Linked DNA regions of Xenopus tropicalis: region 1 is linked to region 2. A link is a contact called in public Hi-C data. All regions are on one chromosome and are shown on one strand. The core of a region is the stretch at or near the end of the contact, and the rest is flanking DNA. Distances in the headings are between cores, read along the strand shown.

Evidence for each region. A called contact is a pair of places that touch in the nucleus more often than the background predicts.
Region 1: a contact with region 2 is called in a Hi-C map of gastrula embryo, with 2.4 times the contacts expected there. The contact joins the promoter of rab4b here to the promoter of coq8b in region 2. A contact is called at or near these places in 2 of 5 Hi-C or Micro-C datasets (gastrula embryo and neurula embryo).

The regions. Positions count from the first base shown.
Region 1 is chr8:78,603,858-78,611,123 of UCB_Xtro_10.0, forward strand. rab4b (RAB4B member RAS oncogene family) reads left to right here and starts at 1,496. Exons shown (of 8, transcript NM_001016987.2): 1 at 1,496-1,527; 2 at 6,655-6,735. The coding sequence starts at 1,512.
Region 2 is chr8:78,420,653-78,427,176 of UCB_Xtro_10.0, forward strand. coq8b (atypical kinase COQ8B, mitochondrial) reads right to left here and starts at 2,014. Exons shown (of 15, transcript XM_002938817.5): 1 at 1,906-2,014.

The DNA.
Region 1 (7,266 bases), core at 246-2,745, 180 kb after region 2:
CGGGGAGATGGCTGGACTGGCTTATTACATTTATTATATTCTGTGCCATGCTGACTGAGTGTGTCTGTCAGCATCAGAGCGGTGATCGGAGCGCGCGCGGGGGGGGGGGGATCGGTGTGGCGAGTTTGTGAGCCGGCAGGCAGCAGGGGGGACGCATGCGCAGTAGAGATGGTGAGGGAGAGGGAATGGGCATCCCTTGTTTAAGATGGCGGCGCCGTTCACTGAAACAAGTATGTAGTTTGTAGTATGTGTATCTCTGTAAATCTTTAATTAGGCAAGCCAGGAATATAGCGTTTTTACACAGCAATAGTAGTACTATTTAATAGTGTGCTTAATAGATTTTGACTTTCCTTGTCCTTTAAAGCAAGATTTTTGAATGCTACATTTGTCAGGATTTTGCTCAATTTTCTGTTATCCTTGCCTGCCCCCTAGTGGTGCCATTAATATAATAATTTAACATTTTATAATGAAATGAGCTTCATTTAAAACAAAAAAACAATTAATTATGTAACAAACTTTGGTTTCAAATCTGTCCGCTGGTTTAGAGCAAAATTATTAGAAATACAAAATAAAAAGAAATTTACCTTGCATTCCCTGGTTATAGTTGCTGCTCATGGAATAATAAAGAATTTATGATAGTGACTTTGGGAATTTTATTCATATTCTGAGACAATTTACAGTTATTTCACTTTTTGTTCAGCGGCTCTCTAGTTTGGGTCCACATTACCTTAGCAACCAGGGAGTGGTTTGAATGAGAGACTGATGTATGAAAAGGAGGGGAACTAAATGGAAAAATAAGTTATAAAAAGTAACAATAATAATAAAACTGTAGCCTCACAGAGCAATAGTCTTTTCACTGCTGGGTTCAGTGACCCCCATTTTAAAGCTGCAAAGATTTAGAAGAAAATTAGTTAAAAAACGATAAAAAATAATTAATGAAAACCAGTTGAAAAGTTGCTTCGAATTAGCCATTCTATATCATATAAAAAGTTAACTTAAAGGTTAAGTTAAAAATGATGTACCATACATAGTTTTCTGCTTCAGTTTCTGGCTGGTCTTGGACCTCCTTTCACAAGTGACCCAGATAAGCAGTGGGTCTACAACAGGGGCTATTGTAGGACTATTTATGACTTATTGTGGCCCTGACTCTAATCGCAATGGGTAAATTACACTTTAATGCCGACGGTTATAACGAAACCATAAGACGTTTAAGGGAATAAAAACCTGTTCCACAAAATAAAACCACACCTCTGAACGCAGCTCGCTAGTTTTCCAATCCTTTTTATTGTGGAGTGGGCGTGTGATATCGTTACGCAGCAAGCTATGTGTTGCGGGCTGATTCAGGTTTTGAGACTTTACGTCCATTACATCAGCACGCAAAGTGTGGGCAGACGGGCTGTGAAGCTGTGGCGGCCATATTTCGGTTTCCGAGGGTTGTTTGAGGAAGGAGAAGAAGCAGTGAGGCCGGGCCCTGGGGCCGGTGGAGGAGGAGAGGGGCCTAAAAGAGAAACATGTCTGAGACATACGGTAAGGCGTTGCGTCTGTCTGTATAATGCTAGGGACCTGCGCTTATCCCGGGATACAGTCCCACGGAACCTGACAGGTGTTAGCGGAGTCTGTAAGAATGAGACTGTTTGCTTTAGGGGCTGTGCGTGTTGCAATGGAGATCTATATGTCTGTAGCAGTGCCTGTCTGTTGTGAAGGTACGAATGACTGGTGCTTAAAGAAGAAATGACGTGAAAAGGATGTCTACTAGTTATCGGCGGGACGGTCTGTTAAAGCGACACTGATGCAGGACCCTACCCCTTGTAAAGCAGCCCCTAGCATCAATGCGGATATGTGGGCGGAGGGGCTGTGTGACAGAGCATAGTTTGCTAACAATGGTGGTAGGATACATAGCTGCGCTAGGGCAGGGCTTGGCACGGTGTGTGTGCACATTGCTGAGCTGTGCATGATCAGCCTCTAGTGCAGGAAGGTAATTATTAACCAGTGCTTTAACCAACGCTGCCAGAAACGCAGTAGAGACTGATCAGGTATACCATACTGGTTAGCTGGCTTGCTGCCTTCAGGTTGGTTAAGTTAAAGGGGTGGTTCACTTTTGAATTAACTTTTAGCAAGATATAGGGAGTGGAATGCTGAGATAATTTGCAATTGTTCTTCAGAAAAAAAATGAAAGCCAATTGAAAAGTTGCTAAGAATAGGTTACTCTATAATATAAGCAATGTTCATTAGAGTTGAACTTCCCCTTTAAAGGAGAACTGTCAAAAAAATAATAATAAGCTTTATCATACTGAAATAAGAAACTTTCTAAATATAATCAAATAAAAAGTTGTAATGTTTCTAAAATAACCAAGTTACTCCTCACTATCCCCCTCTCACTATCTTCCTCTCTTCAAGCAGGAGTCAGATTTTGATTGACAGATTCAGTATTTCTTTTAGGGAGGCAAAATCTAACAAAATAACCAACTTCGGCACAAATCCTGCATGTAAAGAGAGAGGATTTATGGTGACCAGCTAGGGGCTAGCCGCTTTTGTGAGAGAGTAGCAGAGAATGACTGGCCATTCCATAGTGGGATTGCTAGAGCATGATGGTCGTTTTGCTAGTGGGTCACCAATTTTAGCCATACCCACTTAGAAAAGCAATGTCTACTAGAAAGGAAATCTAATATATGAATCTAATATATAAATGCTAATATAATGACTCGCCTGGGTAGTTCTGAGCAGGGGCGGGCCGAGCCGACCGGGCGCCCTAGGCAACCCGGTCGGCCACCTCGCCCCTGCACCACGAACTCCATCCCCCCCTCTGTTGTTTGATGTGCATGCGCAGTTCGAGGGGGGGGGGCGGGGCGGTGATGCGCGATGCATCGCTACGCGACGCACAACTGATTGTAGTCTAGGGGTAGGCAGGAGGGGCTCCTGCCTGGCGCCCCCCAATCGTTGCGCCCTAGGCAGCTGCCTCTTCTGCCTACCCCTAGTTCCAGCCCTGGTTCTGAGTACATTGCTGGTTGAAAGCTGATTAATTAACAGTGGTGCCTTTGGTATTGTTCCCTGAGAGAGCCTATAGTTTTAATCTTAAAAAATATCTATAATTATTTCTTGAACTGGACAGCACATACTGGGAAACTGAAGCTACTTTATGTCTGGCCTTTGAGAGGTAGATAATTAGATTACCAGTGCACAGATAAGCAGAAGTTCATTATGCTTGTTGATAAGCCCAATTTGTTGAACTCCTGTTGAAAATGGGTTGTACTGCTCCTTAGGGTGATGGCAAACATGGAGATTAGTTGGCAACAATAAATTGGATCTGCGGTGGCTGACTGAACTTCTAAAAATGCTTTCCATCTGGCAATGATTTAAATTGCAGATAGAAAAATATAAATGTTGCCTCGTTGGAAACTTTGGGTAACTTAGGAAAACGAAGCAACACATATTTGTTCACACAAGCAATTTACATTATTGCTGATGGAAAAGCTTTTAAGGTGGTCATACACGTTAAGATCCGCCCGCCTGGCAAGGTTGCCAAGTGAGCGGATCTTCTCCCGATATCCCCACCTATGGGGGGGCGATATCGGGTGAATTTAGGCTAATTCAGTCATTGGCCCTGGGGCCAAACAATCGAATTAGAACACCGGTAATAGGCGCAGTTGGTTAGGGGACCGCATTGGTCCACGATCCGACTAAATTTTATAACCTGCTCGATCGATATCTGCCCTATTTCAGGCCAGATGTCGGTCGGGCAAGCCTATCGTTTGTGCCCCTACATGGGCCGATAAGCTCTCGAATCGATCTGCATGCATTAGAGCAGATTTGCCATGGGCGACTAATCTCCACATGTACCATAGCACTTAGGGCAATGGCACATGGTAAGATTGGTTGTGGTAAATCTGCGCTACCACAGCCGATAAATCTCCAAAAATACGTTGGCATTGCATAACATTAAGTTCGCGGCAAGTAAAATATATTAAAATATATTAGCTTAATGGTGGGAAATTGCCTCCTTTTGCATTTCCTTCAATTAAGCTGGATATCTGTGTGTATTATGTTTTGCTTACACCGATCCTAATGTTTTGCGATGACTGTGCCATTGCCCTTAGGGCTCTGGCACACAGGGAGATTAGTCGCCCGCGTCAAATCTCCGAATTCGCGGGCAACTAATCTCCCCGAAATGCCATCCCACCGGCAAAAATGTAAATCGCCGGTGGGATGGCATACGCGGCGGCGCGATTTCAGTGAAAGCCTTTCTCGAGGCAACTTCCGCTATTTCACTGAAATCACGCCGCCACGTATGCCATCCCACCGGTGATTTAGATTTTTGCCGGTGGGAAGGCATTTCGGGGAGATTAGTCGCTGCGAACAGGGAGATTTGTCGCGGGCGACTAATCTCCCCGTGTGCCAGAGCCCTAAAGATGGGCAAGCATTATTACCTTAAAGGTGTGTAGTGTCAGTTTAGTACTTAATAGCTTTTTTCTTAATTCATCACTTTTAAAAAAAAAAAAAAAAAAAATCTTCTTCAGTGGGTAAAAGGACCAGGATGTTTATAGAATAATGGCAGACTCTGCATCCAAGCACAGGCTGAGGGTTATGCTCTGCTTAATCTCTGTTTTTTAAAGGAGAAATATACTACTGAAGACACTCCGGGTCTCTCTCCGCGGCAGTTGGAGGTAGCAGGAAAATCAGGCAGGGTCTGTGTCAGCGGTGAGACCCGAAGTGTCTTCAGTTGCTAAGAAGATGTCGGCCAGGTACGTTGCTGCAGTACTCTGCTGTTTTAGCTAGGGGTTAGCGATAGGGACAGTGTTTAAACTTAGGAACTATGCAATAAGGGAGAGGTGAGGTCTTTGTGTCTTACTTCCCCTTTTGTTTTTAGCTTTGGTTCTCCGAGTCCTAGATGTTATGCAGTCTCTGTCTGAAGATGTCTGTGATAATATGAAAGCTTAGTCCAATGCAGCCTAAATGCCTTAAGCTCGCCATACACATTCAGATTTTAGTCTTCTTCCGCCAAAAGCTTGGATATTGGTTGTATGTTTAAATGCAATGATCTTAAACTAACATTCAGACTGATATTGTAGGATAAAGCCCTTAAAATACAAATTAAAGGAAGTTCTGAACATGAAATAGTTGGCAGACACCAATCATACGTTGGTGTCTGGTCCCCCAAGGGTATCGCACAATACATGCTTAGATTTTATCTTTATGCGACTGGAATTTTCTAACCTGCCTGATTGGCTAAATGACCGATTGCCACAGGACGAAAATTAACGGGATAATTCTATGCCCACGCGGTCCAAAAATTGCACAAAACTAGATTTCATACAATTTTATTGGTTTGCCAAGCTTTTTTAGTAGTTCTTTAATGAGTTTCATAAACATAGTTTGTGTGATGGCTTTTTCCTGTTTCTTTGCTGATTTACCTAGTTCTGTGCTCTTCAAGGTAATTAGTAACAAAGGTGAATTATCGACACATGGATTTCTGTTACTGCTGAACATTTCCTGTGCAAACCAGAAGTGCATGTAACATGAACCAGTGTCATATACTGTCTCCAAAAGTAGGTATAAACTGTAAGCAGTTATCAGGGCATCCTGTGCTTGTGGGGAGCCTGTGGTTAAATTAGTAATTGCTGGAAATTACCTTTTATGTAAGATTAGTGTTTTACAACATTGGATGACCTTTACAAGCTGCTACTTTTGTCCCTGAGCTGTACATTTGTTTGTAGATGTGGGTGTTTCCTGTCAGAAAGCAGACTCTGTACTGCAACAGGAGATAAAAAAAAAACTTTAAAACATCACTTTAACAGCAAATTGATTGAGGCAGAGGTGTACTAGGGGGGGTGAAAGATTCTCTTCCTTCCTAAAGTGTGATATAATGAACAATAGCAGTCTGGGCAAGAATCACAAAGATTGTTCAATAAACAAACAAAGCCCAAAGCATTTTATTTGCATTCTTATAGTTAGATAATTTATAGATATAAATAAAATAGAAAATAATTTGCATGTAGTACTGAGATTACAGAATATCTGTGTTGTATGTTTGTAGGGGACTGTCTGCAGAGGGTTCCGGGGCCCCAAATATCAGTTTTTTCACCAGTGAAGGAGTAAAAGTGGGATGTTTTTGAGGGGATTGAGGTGCATGTAGGAGTGAAGTGGCACAAAGAAACTGGTGTAGAGTGGGCATAGGTGTATATGGTATTGAGGCAGGCGTAGAAAGGGGTGCAGAATTAACCTGTCATGGAGATGCATGGTACTTTATTTATGTGCAATGATTGTGCAACCTAGACTGAACCTTGTGGATTCCTATATGCCCTCATTGTATCTATCTTTAGGTCAATGGCCCATGGTGGGGAGGGGCACCAACGCTAATTTTTATGTGCACTCACTGACATACAGGACATGGAGAATTCTCCTCCCACTATAATCAAGCAAATTATAGATCTAAACCAGATACAAAACAAATACTGTTTGTTTAAAATGAAAACTGTTTAAAAGGGAATGAAGATGCTATGGAAACTGCATAGATGCTAAAGGGAAGCATTTGGTGGTGGGGTGTTTCTAACATGAAGATGGTTGTGAAAGTAAGAAATATTATAGTAGTACAGGTACTGTATTATAGGAAATTTATTTTTATTCCTCCAATTTTCATGTATATTTCTGTCATTTCAGACTTCTTGTTCAAGTTCCTTGTCATTGGCAGTGCTGGGACAGGGAAGTCCTGCCTTCTTCATCAGTTTATTGAAAATAAATGTGAGTACTATAATCTCTAAAAAAAAAAAAAAAAAAAAAATGAAAAAACTATGCTTCTTAAATGTTACCCCAAGCAAGTGTGGTTCAGGTCTGCTTTATTATAGCTAAAACAGTATTATGAATCTGGCATATGAGCATAAAAGAGGTGTAGTTTACAAAGCTCCTCTACTGTTGCATACAATTCACTAACCCTGTCCTCAACATAATCTGCTCTGGACAAGGTTCTATTAACTTCTTTTCCTAGGTAAAAGTACTTTCTGATTTCCATGTGCAAAATAGCTAATCTTGCTTTTAAAGAATAAAATGAAGTTCATGCTTGCAAGATGATGCACTTTGGGAAACATATAAACACAATGTAACCTCTGATCTCACGCCCATGATTGACTTCCCCAGCAAGCCAATATGCAAAATGGTACTTACTGTTACAAGTATATAAGGAGAGCTTAACTCTTTAGTACTACAAAAGTCTAATCCAAGTCTTCTTTCTGTTTTAAAACCAGTCTTTTCACTATTGGACAAAATGTATTTGAA
Region 2 (6,524 bases), core at 764-3,263:
TATATACTAAAAGTTCATGTTAAAGTGAACCACCCCTTTCACTACACTCTGTACTGTTCAGATCCATGTACATGAACAATTCAGGGCTGTGGAGTCGGTAGATAAATTCTCCGACTCCTCAGTTTCTGATACTTCTGACTCCACGACTCCGACTCCTCTGTTTTTAATATGCTAATGTATTTTATACATTCATACAGTCAATGAAAAGCATGCTTCATGGTCACTTAACGTGTTCGTTTATGCACTGTGTGCATTGGGCTTTATTCTTATAGCAGAGAAGTAATTAATTATGACTGCTTGTGAATTGGGACATTCAAACTTGCTTTATTTTTTTTTTTTATTCCCATTTAAATTTAGTAGGAGTCGGAGTCGGTTCATTTTTTGCCGACTCCAGGTACCCAAAATTGCCTCTGACTCCTCGACTCTGACTCCACAGCCCTGGAACAATTAACTCTGGGAACATTCTACATTAAAGGGGACATATTGTATGAAAAACAAGAATGTGCCAGTGCATTTTACCCCTCTAAATATAGAAGGATTTTGCTATAAAAAAAAAAAAAGTGTTTCATTCCTTTTAAGGAATGTATATACTTCCTGCTTTGGATAAGGTGTGTTTAGAATCCTTGGCACTACAAAATTTGCAAAGCTGTAATTTTATAACGATGAACAGTAAATGCTATTTGCCTAGGGTTAATAGACTTCGTACAAACTCATACAACTTTAGTTAATGGCATATATGCTGTTACTATAGGGCAAAGAGTATTAATTCATGTAATGGCAATTAAAATTAAGTTCAAAAGCCAAACCAAATTTAAAATAGTACATATCAGAGAAAAAGAATCAATGCTGCAAAACACTAACTATTAGGTTTGGAATTATACACCTTGCTTGGCAGCAAAAGGATCCTGGTCCATACTTGACTGATTTTGATTTCACTATACCTTGCTGTATTACATGAACATTCACACAGGCTACAACCAAATGCTCTTACTTTTTCTCTCTGTGAGCAAAATAGGGCTGTGTATCACATCTAGCAGCAGCTCAACTTTAACATGGGGCAGGTGCCACCCTGGCATTTCCATATAATTCTTATTCTAATGTGCTTGCATACAAGAACACAATTTTGAGCCCAGTGCACCAGAGAATTTTAACAAAGAATTTTGTGTAAAAAGACATAGTTTAGTGCATATTCTGAACCACTAACCTCTCTATGCACACAGAAAGAACATATTTTCATACCAGTTTTAAGTGTGCAGAAAGGATATTTTTCATAACGTATTGCTGCAGATAGTACGGTCTCTCTTTCTGCATGCAGAGTATATCCAGCAGGCCCAGACTGGCAATCTGTGGGTTCTGGCAGCCAGAGGGGCTGCTGTAAGATGCCATAGACAGTCACTATTTAGTGGGCTGGTGGGGGGCTGATTGGGCCTTTGTGTACATGAAGTGCCAGGGCCTACTTTGAATTTCAGTCTGGGCCTGATATCCAGTTATTATATTTCAGGAGTATTTAATATACATGTTGAGAATTCACAGAATGATGTACATTTTAAAGCACCAATCTCCTCAACTTAGTTGACTATTGACCTGTTAATCAGAAGTGGTGGTGCGATTCATTCTTTCGTGTAATTGCTGTATAAAGTACAACACCCCCTCTGCACTCTTACAACACTTTGGAATTAAGAAACACACTATTCTTCTCACTCTTCCTATACCTTAATCACTCACACACTGTGAGCCATATACCATGTTATAACTGTACATTTCCTTAGTCACACTATATTAATGTACTTCCCGCATCAATTGGAAGCTGCAAAACCAGAACGTTAAACATACGGCACATATAGCTGTATGCTACTGCCAAGTGGAGCTCATTGTATAACCGGCTTTGCTATTTCCTTCTCTCACCTTCCTTTACTCCCGTGCTGCTCAATACAACGACTCTGCTTTGGGATCTGATCGAATAGACTGCCTTGGTAGAGGTCACGATGTCACAAGCCATGTGACTAAAATGAGGGCGGGGCGACATGATGTAATACCAGGAAGTATCTAGCACGTCTGCTTGGCGAAGACCTGTCTCTCTAATAACACGAGGAAGCTGCTGCTTCTGACACGGAACCAGAGAAGGGAGAGAGGATTTTTTAAAGGCGCTTGGTCAAAAAGTCAGAGATTAGACATTAAACAAAGAAGGGTTTGCAAGAGGTCATGTGCGCTGTAGCTGATAATAGATTGGTGAGGGCTATGAAGGGTTATGGGGGAATTGTTCTTGGGGAATAAAGGATCAGTTAGGGCATTCTGTCCAACTGGCGGCCCGCGACCCCCCTCTGTGTGGCCCCCCACCTGTCTGGCTGCTTTGATGGCTTACTTTTGTGTAAGCTTTAAATGGTACCAGTACTGTGATTAACTGGCCCCCTGCATGGTTCTCACCTCAGATTCAGGCTGTAATCCCCCTGTATTGTTTAAACATGTAATCCCCTGTGTTGTTCACACCTTTTAATCTCTGCATTGTTCACCCCTGCAGTGTTCACACCTCAGACTGTAATCACCCCAATTGTTCACCCGTTCACACCTCAGACATAGGTACTGTAGGTACCTATGTAGTTACTGCCTGGACTATGCTGCCTGTGTGTATGGCACACACAGGGAGCATAGGGCAGGGAGGGTATGGTACACACAGGCAGGGTAGGGCAGGCACAGCATGGCACACACAGGCAGAGTATGGCACACACAGACAGCATAGGACAGGCAGAGTTCCGTCTGTGTGTGCCATACTCTGCTTGCCCTATGCTGCTTGTGGGAGGTGAACCTGGCAGGGGTTTGTTGCGGGAGTTTGTTAGCAGTTGGAAATAGCCATTAAATGGTCCCTAAGGTGTGTAATTATGTACTGAGGGTTGCTGTGCTATCCACAGGGGAGGAGGAGGCATATGGATTTAAGGGTATACCTTAATATCACATAATATATTTTTTTCACATATGAATGACGGTTGATATCCCCACAGTAAGGACCAAGCATTTGGGATTTTGCTGTGCTACCACCATTGTGATAAAATAGGTGTGGTTTGAAGTGGGTGTGGTTTCAAAAAAGGGAGTGGTCAAAACTGGCTTCCATTAGCGGCCCTCCACCATGTATGCTAGAGAAATTCCGGCCCTCGCCACCGCAGAAGTTGGACAGCACTGAGTTAGGGTTTCTGGAAAGTGCCAGAGGCTCATCGGACTTTGGTTTTATTTGTAAAGCAGTCTAATCCACACGGATGGGAGAACATTGTAATCTTCACAGTGCTGCATGGGGAGGCAGTGTGAGCCATACAGGTGGGTGGAAGGACTGTGCCATGCCAGGAAATAAAGTCTTGCCCGTCATCCGGCTGTTATAATACATGCTTTAATGGGCAGTATACGCGCTTATACTTTTTAGTTCAGTATGACTCGAGTAATAAATTACACAATACCCCAAGCATTTCATGACAGTGAATTTAACATTTTAGGACACAATTTGGCCCAAGCATTATAAGATACAGGGATCCCAACATTTAATATCAGTGGCTACAGCAATACCTGATGTAGTGACCCCAGCATATCATGACATGTAGCCAATGTGATTGGCAAAACCTGCTACTCTCTTTGGATAGAGCAGTGATTAAAGGAAAACTATACCCCCCAATCAATGTAGGTCTATATAATATAATTGCATTGTACAACCCTGCTTCATCTAAATAAACTGTTTACATAAACAGACTTTTTTAGTAGTATGAACCATTGGGTAAACCTAAATAGAAAATTGCCATTTTAAGAATTAAGGGCCGCCTGCTGGGATCATAGGATTCACAGTGCACACAAACAAGCCAAGGTACACATACATGCTAGGTCATATCAGCCAATGAATGGGCAGAGTTCTGCATTCTGCTCCCACACTACTTCCTGTTACAGTTAGAGCTGCATTATTTCTGTTCATGTGATCTCTGAGGGAGCACACAGCCCATCACTAAATGGTGGATCAAGGGAAAGGATATAAAAGGGCACTATTTTCTGATATGTATTTTCCAGTTTGGCGAGATTCCTTAATAGGTTGCTTAACATAATATAAACTATCTGTTAGTTAAGTATTCCTTCTGGTGGTTTAGTTTTCCTTTAAAGGACACTGAATTGCACCTTTTCCCTCCACTGCCCCATGTCAGCTACTATTTCCAAAGCAGAAACGAACTACTGGAATAAATCTACCCATGTATTGCCAGCATAACATGAATGAAATCATGGTTTCTTAGGTCAAGCAGCACATATCACCACAATATGGCTCTGCCTTCTCAAGCAAATAGATACTCCCCACAGCAAAAATAACAGAATAAATATTTTAGCAAAATGCCAGTTAATAAGTAAAATAAAAATATAGATAGCATACTATGCACAGGACTGCAGGAGGCTGTATTATCTCTACCTTTATCCTTGCAACATGTGAATCACCCTACTGGAAACCAAATACAGATCAGGCTCTCAGCAAGAACATAGCCAAACCTCACAGCCAAAGCATTGATTAATAAAATATACTGTTTCATTTGGTCTGAATGAAACAAGCTATTGGGACAGCATGGTGGCACAGTGGTTAGCACTGCTGCCTTGCAGCTGAGGACCTAGGACTGATTCCAGCCAGGGCACTGTCCCATTGACTTTGTGGGTTTCCTCCCATACTCCAGATGTGTACAGGAAAGTTAATTGGTCACTGATAAAACTGGCTATGGTGAATGTGATAGGCACCTTAAATTCTAAACCCCACTTGACAGGAACTAATGTACAAGAAATATAATCTCAGTAAAGAACTGCAGAATGTGTTGGTGCTATAAATAATGGATAGTAACCCACTCTTGCCCAGCTCTAGAGTCATGAAAACAAATAGGACTCCATTCATAAGTCTGCTACATCTGAGTAATACTGTAAAGGCCCAGAATTACTGAGGGGTGTAATAAATGCCTGTAGCAATAACGTAATGGAACTAATGCTTATGGACCCTGGATGCAGGCGGCACAGCTGGACCCCCCCCCATGCAGCTTTCGTGCTGGATTTGAATCATCGCGAGCATGAGGTGGGCCCCAGGTGCGATTGCGCCCCCTGCATCCCTGGTAGTTTTACCACGGACCTATAGTTTGGTTGCTGTTTAAGCACTCCGTATCAGGCAGGGCTCAGAGCCCCTATAGTGTGTAACTAATGCAATCAGTTTGGCTCTTGATTAAACATGCCTAATAGGGGAACCAGAGAATTCCTAGCCTGACTATCTGCAAGAGGTATTAAAGCACTGGTGCTCTTGCCATGAAGCAAGCTGAAGATTTTTCTTCAGTGTGCAGCAAAATGCTATTGCACTTAATGCAGTAGTGACACTGCCCCTTCTTATCCCATACCACAGAAAAGGTAAGCTGAGTGGGTAAGGGGAGTTGGCATCAGGTCAGCCAAAAGGCGTCATGGATGCCAAAAATGCCCCTGGCTTAAACATGTAAGTAAGTTTGCCATACCTATGTATAAAATCACTCTGGCCTTTTTATTTCACCTTTTGGTAAATTTGCATACCTAGTACACTTCCTAGTAAAGTAAAAATGTTTTAAAGATTTATTGTATCAATCATTTTCAATCTCTAGCTTCTGAAAGATAACAAAATCACATAATTGTATACAAATACCCTCTTTCATTAGGTGAACAAAGCGTCCTTTTGTTTCCATCCAGTCAGGAAATTTCTGTACAATTATATCTTAACAGTCCACAAGGTGTCTCCATACTGTCTGAAAAAGTATCAATGTCTTTATACATTGTGGAACTATTCTGTGCTTTCTATTTCATAAATGCTTTTGTTTAAATGCCTTAAATTCCAAAGCAGTTTATTAAAATACAACATAAACATGAATTTCTCTCTCTCCTATATTTTTTCAGCGCCTTTGGTCATTCACATTGTTTTCACAAGGTGCCTCGGAGGAGCTGCCTCAGGTGCTCAGGGGCCAGAAATGCCCCTGGTCTGCAAGGTATTCCTACAGCACTCCAAAAACTTACAGGCAGGTTTATTGGCTCCTAATAAAATTGTTGTGTGTGAATGTGATAGGGCCTTAGATTGTAAGCTTCACTGGGGCAGTTTATAATGTATAATCTTTGCAAAGTGCTTCGTAAATTTGGATGCATTATTTGAACAGGAAATAATAAAATAAAAATTAAATTAAACATTCTTGTTTGCTTTCCCAAGCATGTCATTCCTTCACCTTAAAAAGAAAAAAAATGCACAAAAACTATTTGTGTATACATATTTTCACATGAGAAATGCAGTTTCCAGAATACACCTTCCCAACAGGATATTTTAAACCTGCGCAATTAACAATTGGGTAGACCTGTCTGAGGGCCCCATACACAGCCTGATAAGCTTCTAACACCTGTGTGTCGGCAACTATTATCAGCCATTGTATAGACACTTAAGGGCTCTGGCACACGGGGAGATTAGTCACCCTGGACTAATCTCCCCGAAATCTCTTCCTCTCGAGGCAACTTCCGCGATTTCAGGGAAA